2 separate regions of the Anas platyrhynchos genome follow, and region 1 is linked to region 2. A link is a contact called in public Hi-C data. All regions are on one chromosome and are shown on one strand. The core of a region is the stretch at or near the end of the contact, and the rest is flanking DNA. Distances in the headings are between cores, read along the strand shown.

The links. Hi-C and Micro-C count contacts between places; a contact is called where the count stands out from the background.
Region 1: a Hi-C map of skeletal muscle shows a contact between it and region 2, with 6 times the contacts expected there. The contact joins two enhancer-like sites. A contact is called at or near these places in 3 of 8 Hi-C or Micro-C datasets (liver, skeletal muscle and subcutaneous adipose tissue).

Annotation. Positions count from the first base shown.
Region 1 is chr1:185,918,987-185,923,370 of IASCAAS_PekinDuck_T2T, forward strand. No RefSeq gene overlaps it. Among named protein-coding and RNA genes, the nearest start is that of USP12, 58 kb to the left of the region's middle. Within about 2 kb of position 3,040, at least 3 of the 8 cell types and tissues checked have an H3K27ac peak or open chromatin away from gene starts, as enhancers often do.
Region 2 is chr1:185,808,934-185,813,075 of IASCAAS_PekinDuck_T2T, forward strand. No RefSeq gene overlaps it. Among named protein-coding and RNA genes, the nearest start is that of GTF3A, 26 kb to the left of the region's middle. Within about 2 kb of position 1,463, at least 2 of the 8 cell types and tissues checked have an H3K27ac peak or open chromatin away from gene starts, as enhancers often do.

The DNA.
Region 1 (4,384 bases), core at 1,790-4,289, 110 kb after region 2:
GCCATCTCAGGGGGACAATGACGCATGCTTCCTCTGCAGGTCAACATCTGAGCAGGACTTCCTCCGCTGCGTGCCACGGAGCAGAGGCCAGAAAGCCTCTCAATCCTCCGCTTTTGACATTTCTCCTGCAAGGGAAAGGAAATATCTTTGTTAGCATGCCCGACAGAAATAAGTTCATCCAAGGATAAAAGGTATGGGGGGAGGAGAAGGAGGGGACTGGGAGACAGACAGAGTGGAGACAGCATGGGCAGAAGGGGTCAAGCTTGCTTGTAGGGCATAAGCAGCTGAAGAACAGTCTGTAACCAGCACAGCACACTCCTTTCTTGAAACCTGGAACAGAACCCAGCACTGGCAAGACTTTACATTCCTCTGCAACCAACAACAGCTCTGTCATCAGCTGGTGGAGATGGCATCGGGTTAGCAGTTGGGCAGCACAAGCACTGGCACATGGACATCCCCTGTGGTGTCTGCAGCTTGTTGGCCACACATCCATGCAGTCGTCAGCTGCCACATCCCTGCTGAAAGCTTCTGCGAGGCCCCTGGGGTTCAGAGAAGAGGAATTACAGCTGGCACGTGCTCTGGAGAGAGAACGGGAAGAGAGGAGGGGGGAAAGGGAGAAGGGTTCATAAAAATCCTGTGAAATGACAGTGAAGACACTGCTGAGAACACTAATAGCATCTGGGAAATACCAGCACCCACACAATCTCCATTCCATTCCTAAGAGAGTAGGAACAATCCTTTTTCATTTTATTCCTTATTTGAGTAAACCAATTCTTTAATCAGTAAATCTGAAAGACTCCAGAAGCGGAGGCCTGTAACAAGTCCCCTGCTGTCACGGCTGACCATCTCTTAATCCTTTCTGTAAATCATTCCTGCTGCATCATAAAACAACTTGAGTTTTGTTCTTCCTACTCGTACAGGCAGACTCTGTCCTGCACTCCTACTTTTCAGAGCACTCTTCAAATTCTGATTGCAAGCCTGAAATTATTCAAGTTTATGCCCATTTACTCTTGAGCTTTCCACTGTCAAGGATACCTCATGTAATAAACAGAGGGCAACCTCTATACTAAGAGGTGATTCCCCAGAGAAGCAATAGCTTGACAGTCCGAGCATGATTGATTTCGTCTTTGTTTTCCTACTGCTTGTACTTGTAACACTGAATATTTTTAGAGATATTACTGTACGTTAGTTAGAGTTATTGCAGCAGATTGCACTTAAACAACAGCAGTGCATTGCCAATATTTAAAGTCCAGACTGACCGAGAGCCCAGTTATGAGTCTACTAATTTTGTTCTTGTTTTGCTTAACCTTAAACCCAAATTATCTCAAAAAGAACAAGAAATACTTGTGAGAGCTGAAAATTTTCAAACTTAAGCTGCATATCAGCGGAGCTTTCTGGAAGATGGATTAGAGAGTAAATTTGTTTTATTGACCATTTAAACTGTAACTAAATAAAGCTATAGGAATGTGCTCCAAGAATAATCTAGCCCTGTCAGAAAGACAGATTAGGACATCCACAGGCCTTCTTTTTAATAAGTTTTTATAATTCTCAAGAAAAGAATCCCAGTTCCTGAGAATAAAAATGGGTCTCTCACGTGCTTGCAGATGCATTTCTTGAGCTGGTCTCATTTTGTGCTCAAGTGGTCTAGAAGGGAGTGTGGGGACCTATGCTAAGGGTAACAGAACAATATTTCTGGCCTCATATACTAGCCTCCTGGTACTTCAAGACAAAGTACACTTGGTATTACCAAAGAAACATTGCAGGCCAAAATGTAGCTCTGGGGAGGCACATCTACTACCACAGCCACTTGTCTCCCCTCCAAACCCTAGGAAGCCTCACCTCACAAATGCCATCTCTTGCCCTCCCTACAGCTTTCTTGTGCCCACCTGGTCTTAGCCACCCACCCTTGCTCTTGGGAAACATTTTCTACCTTCCCTGTGTGGTGACATTTTTCTTTTTCTCCTTCTCTTCCCTCTTCTGTCTGAAGAAGCTGGCATCCTCTTTCTCCCTTGTCCTTCACCTCCTTCAAATCAGTCAGTGTGCATGCCTGTGTGCACATGTGCATGTGTCCTTTGTCTGCCCACAGAGATGACATTGTGCGGTTGTGTCCAAGGCCTTTCATAGCCTCACAGAATCACAGACGGGTTTGGGTTGGGAGAGACCTTAAAGCCCACCCAGTTCCAACCCCTGCCATGGGCAGGGACACCTCCCACCACACCAGGTTGCCCAAAGCCCCATCCAGCCTGGCCTTGAGCACCTCCAGGGATGGGGCATCCACAGCTTCTCTGGGAAACTTGTTCCAGGGCCTCACCACCCTCAAATTTCTTCCTTTTAACAGCAGCTCTGGTGGTCTCAGCATCCTTGGCAGGGGAAGGCCACAGCCACCCATGCCATCTGTTTCAGCACCCAGAAACCAGGGCTCTGCTGCTGTAGGGAGGCTCACACAGAGATGTCAGAGACAAGCGGTGTTTTGGAAGCAGCTGGAAGTCACAGGTGAAATTCCTGCTTTTTCTGATGGGGCTGGAGGAGAAGGGGTGGGTGACCATGGCTCTGAGAGGCAGGTGGGGTGACATTTACAGAATCACAGAATCATCTAGGTTGGAAGAGACCTCCAAGATCACCTAGTCCAACCTCTGTCCTAGCACTGACAAGTCCTCCACTAAACCATCTCACTAAGCTCTACATCTAAATGTCTGTCTCCTCCTGAACAGGGGCACTAGGAACACCAGAGATCGAGTGTCCCACACAGGGCACGCCTCAGCAAAGGAGCATAAGTACAGCTGAGGCCCTGCTTTAACTACAGAGCAGGGATAAAGCTTACGAAGGAGATTTAATTAAAGCTGCTGCTTGTATGCTCGTTGACCTCACTCCACGAGCAATCCCTGTGCCTCTACCAGGGAAGCTCAGAGCAGCTGAGGAGCTCCACGAGAGAAAGCCCAGCCTGGCAGAGGAACTGCGAGCCCGACCAGCAGAGGCACAAGGGACCTCGCCCTCCATGAGGGCACAAGGCATGGCCCGACGGCTCCATCTGCTGGGCGGCCACGGCTCCTCCATGCGGGCTGCTGCCTTCCTCCAGGAGGCCTTGATGGCTCAGGCCTTGGCCCATGGCATGGGTGAGGCGTGCACAAAGCCGGTGCCAGCCTCCAGGATGGTGCCAGCCTTCGGGATGGTGCCAGCCTCATGGGCTGGCTCGCCCCGAGCTCCTCTGTGCACCCCGTACCCCGCCTCGCTGGCACTGATGCCCCTTGGCAGCGGTCGCGCCCTGGTACAAAGGGCGCCGTCGCTCCCCGGGCGCACGTGGCTGCCAGGCGTCTTCTGACTCTGGACTCTGCGTGTGCTCGCCAGTGCCCGCCACCATGGCTGGGTGACAAATCCGAGCCTGGGGCAGACAGCCAGAGGCTGCCGTGCTGGCCTGTGCCCTCCATGCCGGAGGTGAGCTCTGGCACGTCAGGGTGGCAGTGAGGCGGCCACGTCTTGTGCCGCCTCAGTACGTGCTGCAGATCCATAAGGTCTTGAGACCCCCAGTTACATACAGTCTAGAGAATTATCCTGTTGAATTTCATCACTAATCCCCACATCCTGTGTCATCGTGTTGTTTAAAATGTACTCAAACCAGCACAATTCACCAGCTCTGCGCAGTATGGAGAGAAACTCGATGTGGCTTTGGGGACATAGTAACGCCACTACTTGGCAATAGAAGATCTGGATGTGAAAAACCTAGTTCCCATTTGCCATTCAAATAGATACCACTTTGTCCCGTACATCAAGCCTGAAAAGGTTGCTTTGAAAATCAATTTATTTGCTTACAGAATGTGCATAATGTGTCCTTCCATACAGGTGACTCTGAGTATGATAAGTAATAATGCAGCCAAATAACTCTTCTGTTGTAGATCCCCAAAATAAAATGTAACCCAGGACACTTCCTGCACAATCCCAGGCAGCACTTTTTGGAACATGGTGAGATTCTCATCTCCTCTCCTTCAAGTCTTGCTATCTATATGCAGCACATCTGCACACAGGGAAATTAAACACAGCTGTCAAAGCTGTTGCAGATCTCCTGCTCTCTTGCTTGCATCAGGGCTGACCATAGCCTGTTGCAAATGACTCTTTCTTGTTTCAATTAGAAACATGCATGCATTTTCCTTGAGATTTTATGAATCTTCCATTGTAGGTCTCATGGTAAGTCAGGTCAGTCGGAAGGAGAGACAAACTCGGGACACAGGGAGGGAGTGCACCAGGGTTCACAGGTTCTGGATTCTAATCTTGTCCTGCCATGCACATGAGTCACCCTCGTTATTTCCACCAGCAAAATGGTAAGAACAAGGGAGCCCTTTTTTTTTTTTTTTTTGCAGCCTAGTGAGGTCTGCAGAAAAAATCATTGGCT
Region 2 (4,142 bases), core at 213-2,712:
GAGCCATCCTCACCGAATTGCCCTGGCTGGATGCAGCCTGCTGAGGGCACGGATGCTGCACCAAGCTGCCAGACGCCTGCAGCTGGAGCAGTGCTGCAGCAAAGTCTCTTGCAGGAGGCTGTGAAGCCTGCTCTGCTTGGTTACAAGCTCTTAACCCATGCAGCTGCAAACAAACAAAAGTAAATAAATACAGTACTTAAGGGCTCATATTCCAAGTTGAATAGAAAGCAAACAACATTCATTCTTTAAAATGTTGTGATTTTAAAGCCTTTTATTATTTTGGCACCTGCCCTACAGTTTGTGAGTGTTTAGGCAAGGTGAGGCTGCTGTAGAGGCTGTGCAAGCAGCGCCTTGGCATTCACACAGAATAATACCACTCACAGCCACTGCAATATTTGCAGTGCCATAAACACTGATCCAGCTCATCCTCTCTTCCTGCGTTATCTCCCCACAGGTACACTCGGTTCCTACAGCACAAGGCTGGGGCAGGAGGAGTCCTACTGGGATACCAGCAAGATTCATGTGCCCAGCTGTGATGGGGACTAAAAAGCGAGCTGTTGGTGGGAGAGCTGGCTCAGGCTGGGCAAAGGCAGCCCTGAACGTGATTCAAGATCAGCCCTGAATGTGGGTGTAGATGGACTCTGCGATACCATGTCTTGTCAGTGTTGTCCATTCCTTAAAGATGGGCACTCTTAATTTCTCTAAATTTCTTATTGCCTCTTCCCAAGGGAACGATGATCCTCCTGTGTGCTGACTGTGCATCTGCAGGTACCATCCCAAGCAGGTAGGACCTGTTTTATACCTTGAACACAAAGGAAATTCTGTCTGAAATCAGTCCTCGTGGAACAGTGTAGGTAACCTGCTGCTGTCCCTAAACTCACCTTACACACACACCACGTTGGAGCCCAATTTCAATGACTTTCCTGAAAATTTCTCATAGACCGTCCCACGAGATGCTTTTCAGATGTCCACAGAGATTAGATATTGCTTTTCCCCTATAAAAAGATGGCAAGTCAATCTGGCATGACCGTGTTTTTTGTAGATCCATGTTCTTTTATATATATATATCCATTTTACGGCCACTTCCTTGGCTTTCACTATTTAGCCCTTAATAATTTCATCTGAGGTCTTGTGTGCTCGCAGGTGCAACCCAATGGGCCCATAGTTTCTCTAGTTTCCCTTACTCCTTCTTAGTACCTTCATCTCAGCCCTCCTTCATTATATCTTCTGCAGATTTAGGGGTCTCTATTGCTGCTGCTAAACCCAGCTGATTTGCCTTTATAAGTCCTGTTGTATTCTTTTCTAACCTAATATCTACAGAGTGCTTCCATCTGACCTCCAGGAAAGCTTCCCTATGCTCCAAAGCAGAGCGTTAGTTCATCTATTAATCACTACTCCCCCAGAGTTAGCAGTCAGAGCTATAAATCAGAGCACCATAAGCAAGCACAGTGTATGTTACATGTGATACAGATGAGTAATGTTATGCCTCATCTTGTGAAATGTAAAATAAACTCCTTCAGGATATACAGGAATGGCAACCGTGCAGAAAATGATTTTTTCAGACTGTCAACCATGCGGAAGAGGAGTGTTTAGTGGCTTTAATGTCTGATCTCAGACACTAGACTTGACGAATTTAAATGCAGATTATTTTGTGGCACTCTTCTGAATAAGATCCTATAAGGAAAAGTCTTGCACTTTAAGATCCTGTGCTATTTTTTTACAATAAGGTTTAGCTTATATGTCCTTTGGCAAGACTCTCACTTCTCCCATTAGATGTTCTGCTCACCTACGCCCAGCTGACATCTTCCTGCCCAGAGACAATTTAATGGTGCTTTACAATTATTGCTTTTAAAGTCCTTTGGAATTTACAGCTGTATAAATGTCTGTGGTATTCTGTAAAAGTTATGTGAAAATCTTGGAAATCTGCCCAGCCTTGATATTACCAGGAATTTGGATAAAAATGTGGTGTGACTGGCTTGGGTAGGGAAGAGACTACGAAATGTTATTTTGATTGATAGTTCCTAATGATCATGAGCTGAACGACAGAATATTTTGCTCTGCTTTTGCCTTGTCCAGTCCTTTTGAGCATTTTTTTCTTCTGCAAAGAAAGAAAATCATTGTACTCTGCTGAGCGAGGCGGTAACATCATATGGGAACAGAGCATTTGCCTTTGGTCCTGCCTGCTTTGGGATAACCACTAGCTCAGATACCGCAAGGTGGAGCCAGCAGGCAGGAGAAACGAGGGCAGGACGGGACGGGGAGATGGAGCTGAGTGCGAGAAGAGTGAGGTTATTTAAACACGGTTGGTCCTCTGTGCTTTCCGAGGTCTTCTTCAAGGCTGGCTGGCACCCGACCAGACCTCTTTTCTCTGATTGTAGCAAGGGATTCTAATTAAAAACTCTTCTAACTGTTCGTATGTTTTTAGTCCATGTTTCTGCACTGTACTTAGTAACTTCTTTTAGGATCCAGACCAGGATGCTGTGTAGCAGTTGGCATTCCCTCAAATATCTGGCTTTTATAAAAAGACGAGCACTCCTGTTGTTTCCTCTAGTTCCTAACAACTGTTTAAAATCAAGTGACGTGGAAAATGTAATGATCTCTATGTCTTAATCCCTCATGCTTCATTTCTTTTGGATTAATGTTTGGCCATGACTATTTTTGTTCCTTTGTCATTATAAAATCAAAGCACAATCCAAAGTTCCTTTTCAGAAATCAGTTGTTCTGCCTTCTGCATTTTCATCACAGGCAAAGGAAGGCATTTTTTTCGCAAAGAAAAATGTTGGGACCCTCCTGGCAAGGTGGAGCACAGTCTTTCTGCTCAGCAGGTGTTGAGCTCACTTCGCACTAAATTGTTGTTGAGATATTTCCCATCTTTGAGATGGGAGAATAAAGTCCTGCTCATACTTAAATATTAAAATTCAGCTGCACTTTTGTTGGGAAGCTTGGGATGGGGTTGTAGGGCTGCTGTCACCAGGGGCTGGTAATAGAGCCAGGTCTTTGAGGCAGGTAACACCCTGTAATTGATCACTCCATATAAGATGGACTCACAGACTGTTCCAGTGATAACTGAACAGCTAAAGTTAGTTGATACAAACCCAGTGCAAGGTCAGTCCCTAAAGGTCATGAAGGAACCTGCACTACATGGATTAGAAGCTTAAGTTTCTTGAGAATTGATCTAATACTTGAAGAACTGACTTGTTGTTGGCCAGCCAACTTGGTCTTGGTTTTAAGCTCTCCCCAGTAAATGAACAGTTTGCCAGGCCTTTGCCATTGGTTTCCACTCATGCAAAAGTTGACCTACATATGAGCTTTCTTCATGGGTTATTAATTCAGTGTAAGCCCACCATATCTTCTCCAGCTTCTTTCAGGTGACTCAATCATCATTTCAACAGCAATGTTTGCATTTATCCAAAGAGACCAAGTCTTTTAAAGCCCACAGTTGTGTCAGACTTTAAATAAAACAGACTCTGTAGACCAATAGCATCCCATAGGGTCATGTGTAGTGCTGGAAATGACATGGGTGTGCTCAGCAGTTCCTGCCCTGTGATTTTCATTTGGGTGCCCTGCTGATTGATGCTGTGCTGCTGAGGTAGCCACAGAAGCTGATATTTCCTGCTCCCTGGGCTCGGCCCCTGTTCCTTGGTCAGGTAAGGATGTAATCACACTTGTTGTCAAAGGTGGAAGCTGAAGATGCTTGGCAGTGCAGGAAATCAGGCCTCCTGTGCAAGTCTATAAATACAGCTATAGATGCCAAGCTAGTAGAGAAAATTGATAGAGCTGTCTCTGACATAGCTGTTATCTTATAGGCTCCTTACAGACCATTAACACAGCTCTTGTTGTCCGCGATGGTGCCCATCGTAGAAGATAAGCACCCTGCCATCTTCCATCTTCCTGACTATATCTGCAAGCCACAGGAAGGGACGATAAAGATTTTACATACATTTTTTTTGTCTCAAAGACACAAAACACGCAGTGAGACTTTCACTTGCCTCAGCGAAGCTGGTATTCTCTAAAGTTTAAGCAGTTAAAAAGCTGTTTGCATGACATAGCCACCTCAAGAAGATTTCAAAATTTTTAAATAATATAAAGAAATTATACTTTTGTCTCTCATTATTATTTTATTCTGCTTAGTTTGCTGTCCC